Regions from separate parts of the Gossypium hirsutum genome. Here region 2 is linked to region 1. The links are chromatin contacts, called in public Hi-C maps. All regions are on one chromosome and are shown on one strand. Each heading gives the region's core, a stretch centred on a gene start, on an enhancer-like site or on the middle of the called end of the contact. The rest is flanking DNA. Distances are from core to core; before and after follow the strand shown.

Region 1 (3,360 bases), core at 191-2,690:
AAATTAAAAATATTCAATTTAGTTTCTTTAGAAATAATTAAATTATAAATTAATCTTTGATAAAATTGTACTTTATCTTCTCAAAATATGAAAAAGCTCTATTTAATCCCTTCGCCCTTGATCAACAAATTTAAAAACTTGATTTCCAATTCAAAATTTTAAAATAATATTTTCACCAAAAAATGGTCAAAAGTATGTATAGGGTAACAAGGAGATGAGCGTCCATCAGAGAACTGTAGCGAACTTGTAAACCATAAACCCTAGTGGTTTCTGAATTATATAGTAATAATCCATTGCTATTTTGACGAAATTTACGTGTAAATGAGTTGCTTATTGGTTGGTCGGTTGATCCAACGTATAGTCACGAGCATGAACTGTATTTGAAATTCATAGAGTTCATAATATATCTGTAAAATATTTAGTTTAAACCAATGCGAAACAAGTTTTTTATATTGTATGTTATGGAAAATAATTAAAATAAGTGATACCACAACTTGTCAACTCTATGTTTTGATGTCGACAACCTTTTTCTTCCTTTTTTGTAAGCTTATGTGTCGTCGTGTTTTGTTTTGGAATTTTCGAAAATAATTCGTAAATTCATTTGTTTTATTGTTTCCGAACTTGTGTGCAAAAACAACAGCCAGCAAAACGCATTGTAGCTGTGTCGATCGAATCCAAAACTTGATGGGTTTTTTCTTAGGGGACCATTAAAAGGGGGAGTAGTCAATTTACACCGATGCAATATTTATTAGCTTCACAGACTTGTACGATTTCGTAAATGAATCTGGATACCAAACCCATTTATAGGTTTAGAGTTTAAATTTTTTAAGTAGATAAAATAATATTAAATTATTTAGATATTCGATCTAACTTAGGAATGAAAGGTTAAAATCACAAGTGATGCTGTAAATGGTAGAAAAAACATATCTCTTAATTTAATTTCTTCACATAGGTATCTTTAAGTTAGACATAAGTTTGAGCTCTTAACAGAGAAAACTAGTGGTGTGGTAATAATTAAAGGTATAACTTGTTCTTTGACCGAGAATAAGCCCAAACTCAAAATAAAAAATTTCCTAAATGAAGAGAAAACATTTTCATTTGTAGTGAGCGAAGATAGGAAAGGGACCCCACTGACGATGAGCTGCATGCAAAAAGTCAGAGACATGAGACAGATGAGAAAGAGTTATATTATTTGTCTAAATGTGAATTTAATTAAATAGATTATAGTACATAATTTAAATTTGATGATGATTTTTACATTCAAAGGGTAAATAAAAGAATTTCTTAAGTTGTAAAACCAAACAAATTACCAAGTTAATAGTAATGAGGAGGAAATAGAAGATTTGACTGATTAATTTTTAGGTAGAATTTTGTAGTCCCTACATTCCTCAATGATTTTGACTCATTATCTGTCAACGGTTTTGGTTTACATAATGGAAGCAGTCAGTTCCTGGGATCCATAAATCCGAATCCGGTTTTTTCCCCAAAACTTGCTCCTGTAGTCTTCCCTTCCCTCCATTCTCTCCTATAAATACATCAAACTCCAAACCCCCCCTCCTTCATTCACATCCCTATTCCCTCCCACTTGCTTCATTTCCTTTCTTTATTAGGTGGGTACTCGGTCTTTCTTCATTTCTTTCATATTCATATGCAAACATTAACTTATATTGTGAATTACTTTTTTTGTTTTTATGAACAGGGAATTCATGTGTCCCCCTGCAATGGCACTAACTAACGATGATGAGTTCCAGAAAGGAGTGAAGCATCTTTTCGAAAATGGAGTTAGCAAACTTCCCAACAAGTACATATTGCCAATTTCGGATCGACCCAAAGTAGATAAAGAGCATCCAAATGCGGCTAAGTCTAGTCTTAAACTGCCTGTAATCGATTTTGGTGAATTACAAGGCCCGAATCGGTCCCAAGTCCTCAACTCCCTCTCCTCTGCTTGCGAAGAATATGGATTCTTTCAGGTGGTGAATCACGGTATCCCCATTGAAGCTATAAGAAGCATGATCGATGTGAGTACCAGGTTCTTCGGTCTCCCGTACGAGGAAAGAGCAAAGTACATGTCATCCGACATGACCTCCCCTGTTCGATATGGGACTAGCTTAAACCAGAGAAAAGATTCAGTGTTCTGTTGGAGAGATTTCTTAAAGCTTGTCTGCCATCCATTGTCGGATGTTCTCCCTCATTGGCCTTCCTGTCCCATGGACTTCAAGGAAGTGGCGGCTACCTACGCAAGAGAAACCAAGTGGTTGTTTATAAGGATCACGGAGGCCATCCTGGAGAGCCTGGGCCTGTGGGGTGCCACCACTGAGGAAAAGACAGAAGAAGATGATGAAATACTAAAGCAGTTCCATGATGGAAGCCAGCTAATGGTGGTTAACTGTTTCCCTCCCTGCCCTGAACCTGACCTCACCTTAGGAATGCCACCACACTCGGATTACGGTTTCTTGACCCTTCTTCTCCAGGATGAAGTCGAGGGTTTACAAATCCAATACAAAGGCAAATGGATCACTGTTGAACCTATGCCCAATTCCTTCGTGGTTAACGTCGGTGATCACCTTGAGGTGACCTCTAATTTCAACTCATTTAGCAACTGGGCTTATGTTATATGATTACTGAGTTTGGTTTGTGTTATTTGCAGATATTTAGCAACGGGAGATACAAAAGTGTGCTGCACAGAGTATTTGTGAACCCAGCAAAGCCACGACTATCGGTGGCCTCACTGCACAGTCTGCCTTTCAATTGCATGGTTGGACCATCACCTAAATTGATTGACCAAGTAAATCCACGGCGTTATAAAGATACAGATTTTGCCACTTTCCTTGAATACATTTCATCTTGTGAGCCCAAGAAAAAGAATTTCTTGGAGTCTAGGAAATTGACATGAACCCTGAAATTGGAAAGAAAACAACGTGTGTTGACTTTTGTTATAGCATATTACCAATTAATTATTAGGTAGACAGTATTAGTTGAAATGCATGTATATTGTTTTTAATTTATACTTTGTTTTGTTTTTCTTTAGGTCAACTATAATGTGAGAAAAAAAAAACCCCCTTAGCCTGCCTTTTCCCTACGTTATAAATGCTAGGTTCCAGAAATAAAGACCAAAGACAAATGGGAAGTTGTACTATCAAACATAATAAAATGTATTCATAAGCATGGATAATATCGAAAGATTTAATTGGTTTAATTCTCTTGTTTTCACCCAAATTTACAAAAATATAGATAGAAGTGAAAATAAATTAAATAATGTTTATTATTACTAAGTTTATGCATTATGGTCAAGATGAAAAAATTACTGTAAATGGATTTGTAGTTTAACCTCATTAATTATAAGATTAAAATGATATTTTT
Region 2 (3,458 bases), core at 194-2,693, 290 kb after region 1:
TGAACGGTGCGGTGTGGTGCAGTGCTGTGTGTTTAGTTTACTTTTTGTCTCACATTACAATATCATTACAGTATTTAATCTTACCATTACTGCTATTTTTATATTAACTGCAGGTAAATGCACCGTCCGTCTAAACTCACCCTAAATATACTATATATATAATTGGTATTAGATATAAATAAAAACGTTATTAATTTCTTTTATTTTTTTTCTTTTCCTTTAAGAGACCATAGTTGTTCCATATTTTAGTCATTTACAATCTCATACGTAAATGTCGTTTTGCTTTCATGGGTGGGAATGAGATATACTTTTCGGGTTTTCCCATACTTCTATGTAAGTTAGAATCAATAAAGATATAATTTACCCCATATTTTTACCTTTGAATTTGCCTAAAAACTTCAAATATGTAAGGAGATTTATTTCCATATTAATTCTGATTAGTTGTCTACAATATTATTATTTATGAGTATTTGCAATGAAGTCTCTTAAAGTAATGTTTTCGTGAGGTGCTTTGTCTCTTGTATTTTGAAAAAGAGTCCAAGGAGGTTCATGGAGTTTAATGAGCGTCTCGATTGATATAAATACAATTTGCAAGTTTATGGGATAAGTGTTAGCATTATGTAAAATATTAATTAAGCATGACTTTACCTTGTGAGACTTCAGGTTATATCTACTATCAACTGATGCGCTCTCTAAATTCTGCGAACTCTTTAAGTTTCTTTGGAGTTTGGAAGACAAACCCCCCACAAGAACAATACATTCCATTGAGGGAGTGAAACATTCCATAATAGATAATCATTTTCAATAAAGTTCAAATCTTATCATATCAATTCGATTTAAATTTATTGTATATGTTTTATAAGGTAACGGTAAATTCTAATATATTTTAATTGTTAATATAATTCTAGAATTATAACTTGGAAAATAATATTTCTCACAACATTCCATTATATAATATTATGGAATAGGTATAGCTAAATAATTATTGTATATGCAAGTGTATTTTTACCCTGTTTTTTTTGGGGTCAAAGGACCATAGTAATTTCTTTGGTAATTAAGGACCACAGTAATTTAGGTTTTCTCAAAAAAAAAAAGAAGATAAATTTGGTTGGATACAAAATAAGATAAACTTAAACAGGTGGTGAAATCATAATTAAGGTAAAAGATACGCTTCTTCTTCTTCTTCCATTTATGGCATCCTTTTAATATAAAATCCACTAATAAAGTTATGAATTTCCTTTTCAATTGGTTAATTTACTTCTTACACTTAAGGTATCCTTTTAATATAAAATCCACTAATAAAATTATGAATTTTCAATTTGATACCTTACAAATTATGCCTTATTTGTTTTTACCAAAAATAAATAGCTGTTTTGTATATAATCCCCATTCTAAAGCATGTAAATTGTATATATCCATCTAAAACTTAAGGTTCAAGCTTCAATGGGCAGTAAAGCAATTTTCAGTCTTGTCCTCATATTAGTTATTTCAGGTTGCTATTATCCTATTTTTTTTGTTAGTATCAATGGCAAATTAGGCTTAACTCAATTGATAAACATTAAGATTTGTCTACTTGAATTGCATAGATTTTTGAAGTTGAGAGACTGACATCTTAATTGCTGATCTAAATTTACAGGTAATTTTGTGCAATCTGATTTAACCTTCAACTTTGACAATGAATGCTCATTCTCTGTGTGGCTATCAGCCAGTCCTTCCATTGGCGATGGTGATCCCGAAAGGGGGCCAGGCACATTGGAAATATTCTCCATGCCAGATCCTTGGACCGGTAGCCTCTGGTTACGGACGAAATGCTCGTACGATGCTTCCCAAGTTAATTTCACTTGCGAGACCGGAGACTGTGGGTCTGGCTCGGTCGATTGCCAATCTCCACCACCAAAACCACCAGTGACACTCCTGAATTTCGACATTAACCAGAATGTGGTCTCTTACGAAGTGAGCCTGAACCATGGGTTCAATGTGCCAGTCCGAATTCAACCGATTGGTGGCACATTGGCTGGAGGGTCCGGAGTGTGCCCCGTAGTTGACTGCATCAAGGATATGGGAGATGTGTGCCCTCCATCCTTGGTGGCTATAAACAAAAATCGAGCCTATGTGGGATGCAATAGTCCATGTGATGCGTTGAAAGATCCCAAATATTGTTGCACCGGAAGCTTTACGGGGCAGGCTTGCCAGCCTAATGACTTCTCAAAAAGATTTAAGGAACTTTGTCCGTTGGCAGATACATATCCGGGAGACAACGATCCTCCAATATACAAATGCAGTGGGGCAAGTGCTTACAATGTTACATTCTGTCCTTTATAACTGTACCAATTCAGGCATTGTAATAATTCTTATTTGCAGCGCTTAACTATAACTAAATAAATGCAAAGTCCTGTTGTTAAATAATCCTGAATGAATCAAATTAAGTTGAACCCAGAAAAAAAACTGTTATTTTGGTTGACAGCAGAGTATTGAATACAGCAACAGAGTTGGAAAAAGGTAAGTAAAATAAAAGACACGAAACGTGGACCATTTCAGCCCAATTTCTCACGTTGTAACTGGTAAGCATCTGACTCAAGACTCTCCCCTCTTCTTTTATTTTCTAATTCTAGGGTTCCTCTTGGAAACCCTTTCCCCCCCCTCAATCGCCTAACTGTCTACATCAATGGCAAAGAAGAAATCACCCGGGAAGAAGAAGCAAAAGGTAAAGGGATTGAATCAAATTGAAAATGCTCCAAACTTCAGTAAGCTGCCCAGGAAAGCTGAACCTATGCCTTACTCTTTTTCTTCCCATGCTTCCCCATCCGCTTCTGGTATTTCAATTTCTCTCTCTCTCTCTCTCTCTCTCTCTCTCTTGCGCATATTCTATCACCTTTCGTATCTTTTTGGTGTAATTTGGTATGTTTAAATGTTGCTGGAGTCACAAATTTTATGTTACTCTTGATTATAGAGGAAGGATTGTTCCTTAAAGAATGAAATTCTCTTGTGAATTGGGTAATTGTTACGGTGTCAATGACCCTAAATGGATATCTTGGATATTATTTGAGGAGAAATATTGAACGTCGTAAATTTTAGTGCATCCATTATGAATAATTATGTATTTGCCACTTGTTCTGTTTGCATAATGATCTTATTTTATACGGATAATTCTGTATAACAACTTGATAAGAACAGAACTTGTTAGGTTCTGAAGTTCTTTTAAGTGTATTGTATGATTATTCATTCAGTCTGTTATCACTTTCTTTGAAGTTCTGATTCCAAGATAGAGAGACTGTTTTAGTTAGCAATGCACATAAGCATTTTGGAGAACTGTAACCTTTAATCTTGGTAACTGTTGCACAGGTTCCTTGCAAGAGTGCTCCTATGATAGAGATGAAGCTTCCAGTGTAACCTTAACTAATTTCGATGATAAACAGGATGGAAATAAAGTGGATGACTCAATTGCTTTCAGTGGCTCA

The links. A called contact is a pair of places that touch in the nucleus more often than the background predicts.
Region 2: a contact with region 1 is called in a Hi-C map of leaf, with 2.6 times the contacts expected there. The contact joins the promoter of LOC107899499 here to the promoter of LOC107899504 in region 1. A contact is called at or near these places in 3 of 34 Hi-C or Micro-C datasets (all in leaf).

The regions. Positions count from the first base shown.
Region 1 is chrD04:40,057,615-40,060,974 of Gossypium_hirsutum_v2.1, forward strand. LOC107899504 (probable 2-oxoglutarate-dependent dioxygenase SLC1) reads left to right here and starts at 1,441. Exons shown (of 3, transcript XM_016825234.2): 1 at 1,441-1,610; 2 at 1,700-2,570; 3 at 2,648-3,196. The coding sequence starts at 1,707. The coding sequence ends at 2,893.
Region 2 is chrD04:40,350,775-40,354,232 of Gossypium_hirsutum_v2.1, forward strand. It overlaps LOC107899499 (thaumatin-like protein 1), which reads left to right and starts at 1,444. Exons shown (of 2, transcript XM_016825228.2): 1 at 1,444-1,492; 2 at 1,637-2,322. The coding sequence starts at 1,444. The coding sequence ends at 2,322. LOC107899498 reads left to right here and starts at 1,403. Exons shown (of 11, transcript XM_041091153.1): 1 at 1,403-1,492; 2 at 1,637-2,561; 3 at 2,678-2,813; 4 at 3,343-3,458. The coding sequence starts at 2,771.